2 separate regions of the Mus musculus genome follow, and region 2 is linked to region 1. The links are chromatin contacts, called in public HiChIP or PLAC-seq maps. All regions are on one chromosome and are shown on one strand. The core of a region is the stretch at or near the end of the contact, and the rest is flanking DNA. Distances in the headings are between cores, read along the strand shown. Region 1 overlaps Ebf1 (early B cell factor 1). Region 2 overlaps Ebf1 (early B cell factor 1).

The links. HiChIP or PLAC-seq counts read pairs in DNA pulled down with a chosen protein or histone mark.
Region 2: a CTCF HiChIP or PLAC-seq map of the NIH/3T3 cell line shows a contact between it and region 1, with 6 read pairs. The contact joins two enhancer-like sites.

Annotation. Positions count from the first base shown.
Region 1 is chr11:44,633,871-44,639,857 of GRCm38.p6, reverse strand. The region is part of intron 5 of Ebf1 (early B cell factor 1); the gene reads right to left. Among named protein-coding and RNA genes, the nearest start is that of Ebf1, 19 kb to the right of the region's middle. Within about 2 kb of position 2,562, at least 7 of the 459 cell types and tissues checked have an H3K27ac peak or open chromatin away from gene starts, as enhancers often do. A contact at or near this core is called in the NIH/3T3 cell line, where this site is marked.
Region 2 is chr11:44,950,755-44,956,741 of GRCm38.p6, reverse strand. All of the region lies in intron 10 of Ebf1 (early B cell factor 1), which reads right to left. Among named protein-coding and RNA genes, the nearest start is that of Gm51859, 130 kb to the left of the region's middle. Within about 2 kb of position 2,676, at least 10 of the 459 cell types and tissues checked have an H3K27ac peak or open chromatin away from gene starts, as enhancers often do. A contact at or near this core is called in the NIH/3T3 cell line, where this site is marked.

The DNA of each region.
Region 1 (5,987 bases), core at 1,313-3,812:
CCTGGTGTTCTGCTTTGTGTCTCAAGGACACTTCCCTACTAAGAGAAATAAAAGCCGATCTCAGGCAGAAGGACGATTTATTTATAGCTTTATTACACTTTTCTCTACATCTTTGCTTATTTATTTATCTCTGTGTGTAGGTGCACATACACCTCTGCGTACATGTGGAGATCAGAGGACAACCTGCAAGAGTTGAGTCTTCCTTTCTACCACGTGGGTTCCTAGGAACAAAACTCCAGTCTCAAAGCTGAGATGAGATCCACTAACCAGTAGCTTCCCAGAGCCAAGCAGAGCAAAGAACTGTCCTTCAGGCAGGGGATGGGAACTGCACAGGAAGAACAATAGTCAACTAACCTGGATCCTTAGGGGCTCTCAGAGACTAAACCACCAACTAAAGAGCATACAAGGACAGGGCCTAGGCCTCTACATATGTAGCAGACATGTAGCTCACTCTTCATGGTATTCCCCCAACAACTGCAGTGGGGGCTATCCCTAAAGCTGCTGCCTGTCTGTGGACTACATTCCCCTAAATAGGCTACCTTGTCTGGCCTCAGTGGGAGAGGATAAAGCTAGCCCTGCAGGGACTTGATATTGGGGGAGCATACTGGGGGGACTCTATCCTCTCAGAGGAAAAGGGGGGAGAGGGACTGCTAAAGGAGGACTGGGAGGGGGATCATCTGGATGTAAAGTGAATAAAAAATAATAAAAATAAAATGACTAAAATAAACAAACGAATGACTGGAGCTGCCCTTCAAACCTATGACTATCTACTGTGATAATTCTTCCACCTCAGTCAGACCTGATTCACTTCTGTCCACTAAAGTTAAACAAGGAGAGATGGGCACTGAACTCTGCTATATCCAAGATGGGAGGCATTAACTGGAAGGGACGAGCTGAAAGAACAAAATCCCTAATGTCTAGGCAGAAGAGGGCTTATACTGAAGCAACCCCATAAATGATACCATTGAAGCACTTACCAGGAAAAGAAACCATGTTGGTCAAAGCAAACAGAGTGGGCATGCCTGAAGCCCCCATCCACTCACATAGCATCTCTCAGTCTCCTGCCATCTGTGCCTGCATGGGCTCGGCACATGTTTCCTACAGCAGGCAGCTACTGAGAGGACTTGGATTTCCCTGATTTGATTTGCCCAAGATCAAGATCCACCCCCCCCCCAAAAAAAAAACAGGCAGGTGCCTGCTTTGCATCCCTTTTTAATCTGCAACCCAAATGACAGGACAGCCATGTGGCCAGTCACAGCAGTAGGTCCCCCCACACCTGGTGTGGGCTATGTGTACTGGAGACTTGAACAGCAACCTTTTCACCAGCAGGTCCATGTATCTCCACTGCACACTGAGGGGAAAGGCAGATTTAGGAGTCCCTCGCTTAACGTCTAACACAGGTGGCAGATTTCTAGCGAGCTGACTCACAAGCTCATAAATCAGAGCAGGAAACATCTGAATGCTCCCTAGCCTTGGAGTCTGCAGATCCTCATCTCAAGCACTGTAAGTAGAGCCTCTTGCCACTGGAGACATGGGCCGTTTGGGTGGGAACAATTAAGAACTGAGGAGAAGGAGAGTGGGTAATGGAGGGAAGGGGTTGTGAGGGTGGGACTGGGAGGAAAAGAGGGAGGGGGACTTCCATCTTGATAGAAACTGAATGAATGAATGAATGAATGAATGAATGAATGAATGAATGAATAATAAAATATATAGGAAAAAAAGTCTTGTTACATAGCTCTGATTGGGTCAGAACTCACTATCCAACACAGGCTAGCTCAATCTTACAGAGATGCCTCTGCCTCTGCCTCTGCCTCTGCCTCTGCCTCTGCCTCTGCCTCTGCCTCCCAGGTGCAGGAATTACAGAGAAGTGCAACCACTCCCTGCTAAACTGAGCATCCCAGTAGAAATTACGATTCCTGCCCTATTCATCCTAAGTGGCTACAGAATGAGCTATGTAAATTACCAGGGCACTCTGGTTAATACCTGTGAAGGAGATAAGTTCTGAAGGAATCTGCTACATAGACTCCACTGGCCTCTGCCATCCTCTCACACCTAAGGTTGCCTGTCTTCAGAACACTCAACCTTCAAGTGCTGAATCCTGTTGTCTCCTTGACTGGGCACTCATGGCCTTGTGTACTGCTGGGGTTAATACCTGGCACTCTTTTCTCCTGATTGACTCGCTCCATCTTTGTAAGCATTGTGTAGTTTTCTTTCCTTTATCTAGAGTTCATTTCTCTCCCAATCAATATTCTTACTGTAAGAGTAGCCAGTACTTCATGCCATGTGGGCCTATAAAAACTGAGATTAAAGCCGGACAGGGGTGGCGCAGGCCTTTAATCCCAGCACTTGGGAGGCAGAGGCAGGCAGATTTCTGAGTTCGAGGCCAGCCTGGTCTACAGAGTGAGTTCCAGGACAGCCAGGGCTACACAGAGAAACCCTGTCTCAAAAAAAAAACCAAAAAACAAAAAACAAAAAAACCTGAGATTAGACTTAGGGTGCCTACATGACTCTACTTCGTGAGTCACCAGTGACCTGGGGCTTTTTCTCTTTGTGCCCATCCATGTCTCATTGGCCCTAAAATTCCTGTGGTTGATTTCTCCACCTTGACCTGCCCCCCTTCCTTTCATTCTTGGAACCCTATATACTCAAAGTTCTTTCTAATTCGACAGTGTGACCTTCTTATTCAATATGAGCATTCCTCTCAAGAATGGAATCATTGAGTCCTCTCTTCTTATTCTGAATTCTCAACCTCATCTTCCACAGAGCCTCAGTTCTTGCCTTTGAGAAGCAGAGTTTGAAGCTGGTTATCTTTCACCAAGTCCCTCTCGCCAGCTCCAGGCCACAAGACTGCTCTGCTGTAAACCTTCACAGAGCAACCCTGCTTAGACCACAAACACTTCTTTAGGTGGCCTCTAAAATCCCTCTCCCATCTTCTCTCTCTCTCTCTCTCTCTCTCTCTCTCTCTCTCTCTCTCTCTCTCTCTCTCTCTCACACACACACACACACACACACACACACACACACACTGATATGACTCACCTACAAATATTTCCTCCCTCCTCTCCATCCTCAGAGTCCTTTACCCACCATCACATCAAACCCTTTGCCCAGTGACGTCTCATTAGCTGCTCAAAGCTTCCATCTTCAAGCTTTCCCACTATGGCATGAAATTTCCTTACTCTAAATTCCACAAGGCTTTGCACATAGAAGGTACTAACAATAAAGATACATCATCACCACAACTGTAGGGAACCAGGTACATCCAGGTTTGATAGACACCAAACCTCCCTTCAATGCTTTCTTACCATCAGCTACTTAGAGCCAAAAAGTACCAAACTTGGCCAGGCACAGATGAGTTCTCTACTACTGCTTCTATTAATACTGCTTCAAGTCATAACAGTATTTCCATTCTGACTCTGCCAAGCATCAAGGTAAGAATTTATAGGGACTATAGCGTTTAACCTTCACTACCACCCTAGGAGATAACATTTAAAACCCCATTTCACAAATGGGACAGCTGAAGCCTGGAGTCCACTGAGTCACTTCCTGCCTTTTAAAGGGCTTGGCTGAATAAAAACAGAGAGTAGGTGTCATTGCAAAGGCAGGGTGTCCTATGGAGTTAAAAGCACCCGGTACCCTGGACAACTTATAAGGGGTTATGACTTGGGCCAATGGCCAGAGGTGCTTCCCTGGGAAAGCCACACATAACTGAGTGGAGGCAATCAGACTAAACCTGCAAACAAGTAAGGAAAAAACACAAAAACCCACCCTATCACATAAGCAGGCTAGCCTTGAGAGTTTCAAGGTTCTTTTGCAAAATAAAATAAGCAAGAACCTGGGGGTTAGAGAGATGGCTCAATGGTTAAGAGCAACAACTGCTCTTCCAAAGGTCATGAGTTCAAATCCCAGCAACCACATGGTGGTTCACAACCATCCATAATGAGATCTGACTCTCTCTTCTGGTGCGTCTGAAGTCAGCTACAGTGTACTTATGTTAAATAAATAAATAAAGCAAGCAAGCAAGCAAGCAAGCAAGCAAGCAAGCACCTTCCTTAGATAGGTGCCTCTGGCCTGCCATCTCCCTGGGTACTGGAAATGAAGAACTCCTGCCGCCTGAAGTCTGCTGGAGAGCTGGGTATCAAGTCCCCCTACTAAGCTGAGTCCCCAGTTTTCATTTGCATTGAAACACAGAAGTTAGGGTACTCATATAAGCAAACCCCTTATAGAATCCCACTCTTAAAAAAATAAATGAAAGGATTCATAGAGCCATATTATCTGTAGAACTTCACAACCATAAATGACTGGTGTGATATTCTAAGTCACCAAAGGCAGAAGTGCTCTGCATCTTCAAATCAAAGAGAGTTTTTCTCTCAGTGTCAACAATTATAAACTAATGATGGTAATTTCTTTAGCCATGTCACACAATGGGGTCACCTTCTCCACAAAACACAATGTTTTTTTTCTCTCTCTCTCCTTCTCCTCCCCCTTCTTCTTAATTTACAGCACCTGAGACAGGACTGTCCCTTGCTTATCGTTTCCTTTTCCCTTCCATTTGCCTGTAATGAACAGAACGCACCAAGCCCTTTCTTGTGGATCGAAATTCTGTCTCCTTCATCATAGCCAGTGTACTATAAACATACAGCTTTTGTGACATCAACGCAAAGTTTTATTGTGCCGTTAGCTTTGACAGAAAGCACTGCAGAAAGTTGTTTAGAAATTAAATATCTAAAACAAGCTATTTTAAAATCCAGGGCCTTCACTATTTCATGTCTGCAATGAAGAAATTTTATCTTGGGGAGAGCAAGCTGTCTTTCACACCATATGGCTAATGGTGGTGCATAGCAATTAGCCAGGCTGATTAATGGTGAACAGATTCTAATTTTATGCTTATAATTGAGGCTGCATTTGCACCCCTGGTGCAAATTCAGCACATCCCAACTTCCACTTACAACAGGCAAGAAATCAAGAGAAATAGGATGGTATGGAAAGTGAGAATTTTTTTTTCCTAAAGCCCCCTAAAGAGCATCAGATTTGCAATTTAAAAGACTGTTAGCCACACAATAGATGACAGGTTTGTGTAATGGGGTCATGGTAGCCTGTAAACAAACAGTACCCCTTCCACATCTATAGGCAGCCGGAGAGAGCAGTAATCTGTAACATTAGCAAGATGACATTTGGAATATGGCTTTCCCTCTTAGCCACTCGGTACAAACAGCGTCATTTGCCTTCCATGGCTTGAGAATTTTATTTTTTGCTATTTTTATGTTTCTGAAAAATAGAGAGAACGCGAGCAGTAAAGCACACCAACCAGCATAATAAAGCACTTTGGACCAATGAATTTTAAAAACAAGGAAAATATAAACTGCATTAATAGAGGGGGGCCCTGCGCATGAGAGGCATAATATATCTCTAAGTAGTTCAGGAATAGAATTCTCTCCAGCATAATCCAAACATATGCAGATACGAAATGCAAATCGATGATGTATAGCTAGTGCTTGGCCTGTTCCTGAAATCCATCTTCCTGTTTCCTGTTCTGCTACAGCCACACGCAGCTCTACATGGAGAGGGCAGTCTAATGGCGTGTTAATTGTAGAAGGCTAAAATGATAGAGCTGTGGTTGGGGGAACAGTAACACAGACGAGGTTACGATTTACTTAGGTTACATTTTTTAAACCGGGGCTTGCTCCTTTCCTTCTAAAAAGGTGCCACTCAGCCAGATTATATCCAGGTCATACACACAGGGTAAAACTAACTCGTTCTACTGATGAAGAAATTCCACCCTGTTTAGGAGTGTTCCACTACTGTCTTAAGTCTGGAGGAAAAAAAAAAACAACCTGGTTTTTAGAATAATTAACAGGTTTTATAAATCACTGAAGTGAAAATGTGTGAAGCGCTTATATATCTTAGAACTATAAATCAGAAGTATTTCTAAAAAGAAAAAAAGCAGAATTTTTATAGATACAAATGTTAATGTTTGGGATGTCACT
Region 2 (5,987 bases), core at 1,427-3,926, 320 kb before region 1:
GCCAGGTTGTAAATGAAAAAGACCATTTTTGTTGTGTTGTGTTGTGTTTGTTTGTTTGTTCGTTTTTAGTGTCATAAAAAGTAAGCTGGGTTGGTGGTTGTTGTTTTCAACTTGAAACAAGCTAGAGTCATCTGTGAAGACGGAATCTCAATTTAGAAAAGGACCATCAGATTGGCCTGTAGGCACGTTCTGTGGATATTTTCCTGAGTAATGATTGATACGAGAGGGCTCAGATCACTGTGGGTGGTACTACCCATGGGTAGGAGGTCCTGAGTGGTATAAGGAAGCAAACCGAGCAAGCCATGGGAAGCAAGCCAATAAGTAGTGTCCATCCATGGTCTGCAACAGTGCTTGCCTTGATCTTCTACCCTGGTTCTCTCAAGGATGGCCTGTAATTGGCACATGGAAGCCAAACCAACTTTCCTTCCCAGGTTTTTGGTCATGGTGGTCTGTATTACAGCAATAGAGATCAAACTAGCACAGATGCTCATTTTACAGATGCAAAAACTGATCAGAGGCATGACGCAACCGCTTCGGCTGAAAATGAGTCCCGGTGCTGCCCTTCGGACACAGGCTATCTCCTACAGATGTTGACACTTTCCAAACCAGATGGCCCCATCACTTTATAGAAAGGACGCATCTGCAAGGATGAACAGCCAAGGATATGGAGCCCAGCCAGTACCCTGGAGCTGTCTCTTGAAGTTTTCAAGTGCTTCTATCTTGTTATTTGTTTGTTATTTGTTTGTTTTGTTTTGAACTGTCCTAGCCATTGAACCCAGAGCTTTGAACAAGCTGACCAAGCGCTGAGCAACATCTGTGGCCTTCTTTTTCATTTGTTTGTTTGTTTGTTTGTTTGTTTTGAGACAAGGTCTCACCAAGTTGCCTGAGCAGGCCGTGAACTCAGTCCGTAGCCTAGGCAAGCTTGTGGCCCTTCTGCCTTGCCCTCCTTGAGTCACTGTCATTACAGTGTCACCAGGCCTGACTTTTATATTGTTTTTAACCATTGCCTACATGTCCTTTAAAGGCTACTATGACCACACTGATGAAATTCAAAACATCTCTGGCTTTACCAAAGTCTTCACAGTGGAACTGGGATAAGAACAGTAGCCCCCTAACACATATGCACACTATAGTTAACTGTGTGCCCGAGACTGCATGCTAAGCACTAGAGCTTCAACTGTGGATTGCTAGCTAGCTATGGGCAGCCTCTACTGTGGTTATCACTGTTTTTCTAGGTACATGTCCAGGACAGAGGACAGATGGGTCCTGACCAAGCTTCACTCCAGTGAGACCTAAATTATGATGTTAATACAGACAGTCTGTCTCCACTGGCCACCTACCATCACCCTTCACCTGGACTGCCCCTGTAGAACTGGGTGGAAGTGGGGGAGGGGCAACAAAATGCATGGCTCTCCCCTGAAATATCTGGCCTGCTCTGAGCTTTCCTTTCTCGTTTTCCCTCTCTGTCTCTTTGGGTGTAGATAATGATGTCTCTCCGTTAGACTAACACAGGAGAAGACAAACCATAAAACATAGGCTAGATTCAATGCAGAAGACAGGAGCTGGTGTCTCCCTGTGCTAAACAAAGACTAGCATTTAGTAAGACACTTTTAAAAAGCAAACCTGCCCAAATGGATTTGACTGGAGCACACACACACACACACACACACACACACACACACAAATTTGTCAAGTGCCTGGTGATGTCACCCATAGAAAAGATGAGAAACGACACATACTCCCCCATTATCACCTTCCTGCTTGTTTAATCTCACCTTGCAAGTTCTCCTTCATCAAAGTAACTTGAAAATTATATGGGACCAAGGAAGCCTCGGGAAACATGGGTGGAATTCTGATATGCTTTCTTCATTAACTGCTCATGGCCCAGAATTGAGGGGAAAGCTGCCCTTCCTGGGGAGTCTTTAAGTGAAAAACTCATCTTAATTGAACGCACATATCAGTTAGCTATCTTCCAGATTCACCATTAATGACCCATTTGCACCGGAGCGCCTTCTCTTCTCAATGGCTGGTACAAGGGCAACAGTCTCAGGGTCGTGCTTAGAAAGGAAGATTCAGCAGGAACGCAGAGGGGACAAGAGAGGGAAGAAGTGGGCATATTAAGCACTCGTCCTTCCCAAGCAAACTAGCACTCTGGGGCTAAGCAACAGCAAATGCTACAAATAATGCTGTCCTTGCAAAATTGACATCCTCCCAATCAGGGCCGTGAGACACCTTGCACAGGAATCACAAATAACACCATCCTGCCAGTTAATCGGGCTTTAGATGTGCCCTCTGAGGAAAGGACTGGGCTTGCAAATAGAGCCTGGTGGATGTGAAGGGGCCATAGAATGATGGAGGTGGGGGTGGGGTAGGGGTAGGGTTGGGGGTGGGGGACAACAAAGCGCAAAGTTCTCTCCTGAAATGCCAGGGCTGTTCTGAGATTTCACTTTCCATTCTCTCCCCGTAACAGAAGGACCTAAGCGGGAATCGGAGGTGCGCACCCAGAGGATTCCTGTCGATTCCTGCCCATCACCTGGCCAAGGACTGTGGAAGCCAGCCTAGTTTAGCAGCCAACAGAAGCAAGAGTCTGGAAGCAGAAGGATGCCAAGCGCAAGCTCCCACTGAGCACATGGCCTCTTAAAATCAGAAGGGTGTGTGACTCGGCAGCTCACATGATGAAGACATCATGTATGACTCGACTTTGTAAAGGGCAAGTGGATGCAAATGCTTATGCACGGGACTCCGTGGCTCCCTTTGAAACTTTTTAACCATTGTCACGGAGTATTAGGAAAATGACAGGAGGAGGCATGTTGGGACATGCAAAGCAGTCTCTGCCGATCTCCTGGGTGCTCTGGAAATAAACTCAGCATCTTGCTGTGTTTCCCTTAGCCAAAACTTCAAATCCGAAAAGGTCTCTAGTTCCAGAAGCATCGAAGGAGTTTCCTGGTTCACCATAAGCCTGGCCTTGCGAATTCAATGATGAATGAACCAAATCAGGCCATTCAAACACCAGACGGACCAGTCTACAGTGAAAGATGCACTCTTGAGAAAATAAATGCTGATACATTTTAGGATTGGGGGAAACTAGTGACAATTACAGGCAGAAACTAAGCACACACCAAAGAGCACAGGGTATGAGTTTCCTCTATGTGACAGAAATATGTTCTTGATTGTGGGAGTCTGGGAATGCCACCTCTCTGAATCTCATTAGCCCACTGGAATATTCTTAGCCTGGGCAAGGGAAACTAACTCTCCCACATTTGTGCTAAAGGAGTAGCCATAGACATGTCCCAATTTGAGAATTAAATTATCTTTCCTCATGATGGCACCAACTCTGACACTTTATAGAGGGCTTCCTTTATTGTCAGCAATATGGGACAGTGGATTTTATTTCCCTTTGGACAATGAGATTGTGGTTAGCATAACATCAGTGAATCTAACATCAATCTGCTGTCAAAAATTCACTTTATGAAGGCCAGAGAGAGGTTGCGCCGAAAGCAGCCACACAGAGGGCTAGATGTATAAACACTGAAGAGAAACTGAAATCAATTCTGAGCACAGCAGAAGCCAGAGCATCACTGGCATCCACAGGCACCTGCCATTTTAATATTCAAACAATAGGATAGTTACTGAAACAGCGATCAATTCTTAAAGGAGAGCTGCTCCCAGCAGAGTTTATTTGTGGTCCTCTGTCCAACATCCATTAGACAGGGACCCTGTCTCTAGAAGAGTAGATTCAAATAAATAGTAAGAGCGGAAATAGATTCTATTCTCTCTGTTTACTTTATTACTATTGATTTCTGAATTCCCTCCAATCTATTTCCTAACTGGGCAGATAATATACATTTAGTACTGAAGGTAATTATCTAAAATGAACCCAGTTTGCAGTTGGGTGATAAAAAAGAGAGGGGGTACCGATAGATTAAACACTTATACATTAACAAGTATGGCCGGCTGTATTAATATAAATACTAGGGTCTTAGCATGCTTACTTTATGGCTAGATATAATTTTGTAGGCTAATTGTGAGTTCTTGTATACATGTGGGCATATTTTATTTCCACTGTTCTATACTTTATGACATTATTTTATGGTACAAATACTATAATAGAAAATAAAATTATTTCAAATATGTTTTATTTGAAAGGCATCTACCTCCCTCAAAAAAAAAAGAATTATGTAGGAAAAAAATTTAAGTGTTCAAATGCTTTAGAACAATTTAGTTGTAGGAAATTACAATGGTTATTAAAGCATCAAGTTAGAAAAGGAAGCACACAGCGCATCATAATGCAGTTATATGTGAAAGATGGGCTTAACTAGTTAGCAGTAGCCGGTGGGAGAATACAGTAAGTCTACACTGTGTGAAATTATGCTTCTCTTCAATGCCGTGCTATGGAGAAGACTTAGTGTGTGAGGAAAGGGGTATATTAAATAAAGCAGAAGATGAAGCTGCATGTGTGAATAGACACACAGTACAATATAGTCACAGATGCAAAACAAAACAAAAAAAGATGTTTGCCTGTGTTTGTTATACATAGAAAAATAACAGAGAAGTCCAGGGAGGCATTGCCATTACTGGGTGATGAGTACTGGGTGAGTTTGTACCCTTTTATCCTCTCTTGGTTTTTGCTTTTTGGGGGGGGGGTTGTTTGTTTATTTGCTCTGTTTTGCTACATAATTAGCACACGTTATTTTGTGAATGGTGTTTTGAAATGGAAATGATTGTTATTTCCTTGAGCAAATCATCCAGAGATGTGTGAGAGGAGCACTTGGACTCACTAGCAGGCTTAGTAGCCACTCTTCCTACCCTTGGCTTGTGAGACCTCAAGGGTGTTCTCCAGCCAAGGACTCCTGGGCCAGAGCTTTAGTGAGAACTGCCCATTAGCAAGCTAGAGAGTCTCATGCACATTCCTGCTACATGCCAAGTGTGGGACACTCACTTGCAAAGGGGCTGCAAGCTTATGGAAATCTTGAAGTAGTTGGAAATAATGTTAGGATTTGATGGTAGATTCTAGGGTCACACTGGCAGATAGTGGCTCCTGTGGTCACACTGTCCAAATACTTGGCAGATGACTCAACCCTTCTTGCCTCCTTCTCCTTATCTGTAGCATCAGGGCAGTACTTGTGGCCGAGTCGTGCTCGAGCCAATGCTTCTGCATTTGTAAACTCTTAGAAGCAGACAGCACATAAGTACTGACATTGTTGTTAAATGAATCCTATGAATCTGAGTTCGTTGGTCAGAAGTCCTTATAACGAAGAGCCAAATATGGTCAGAATACATGTCAAATCATTGCCCTTCTCTAAGTGGTCAGAGAAGCCTTTCTTGGGCATGGCTGTCATTTGCTGGTGAAACTAAGTCATTAGGTACTTCCAGGCGCCTGGTAAGGCTTCACATATCCACCCTGATGCTCTGTAATGGTGATGGTAGCACTAAGGTTCAATGACTAAGTTGCTAAGTGCAAGTATTACTTGTAGCTTTGTATTGAGTACTCTATATTTAGAGTTTCATCTAAGACATAAAACCAAGAAGGTATTCCATAAATATTTACTCAGTGGGAGAAAAGAATGAATGAATTGAGTGAATGACTTCATCACATCCACATCAAGTATACTACTTCTAAACATATTACCTCAAGGTAGGCATGGTTTGATACATTTGTCATTGATTGTTAAGTAGAGTGATATATTCCTTTAACCCCAACACTCCAGAAACAGAGGCAGGATGATATCTGTGAATTAGAGGCTAGGCTGGTCTACATAACAAGTTCCAGGGCAGCCAGGGAGACTTCTTCTAAAACAAAACCAAAAGTGAAACAAACAAACAAACAAACAACAAAAAGAAAACCAAACCAAACCAAACCAAAAGAATCAAGCAACAACAACAACAATAATATCAAAAAACTAATGTGGAAACATCAATGCTTTCAGACTAGAAAATGTACTCTTGTTCATGTGGAAACCATAATGTCCATATCAAAAGAGCAGACA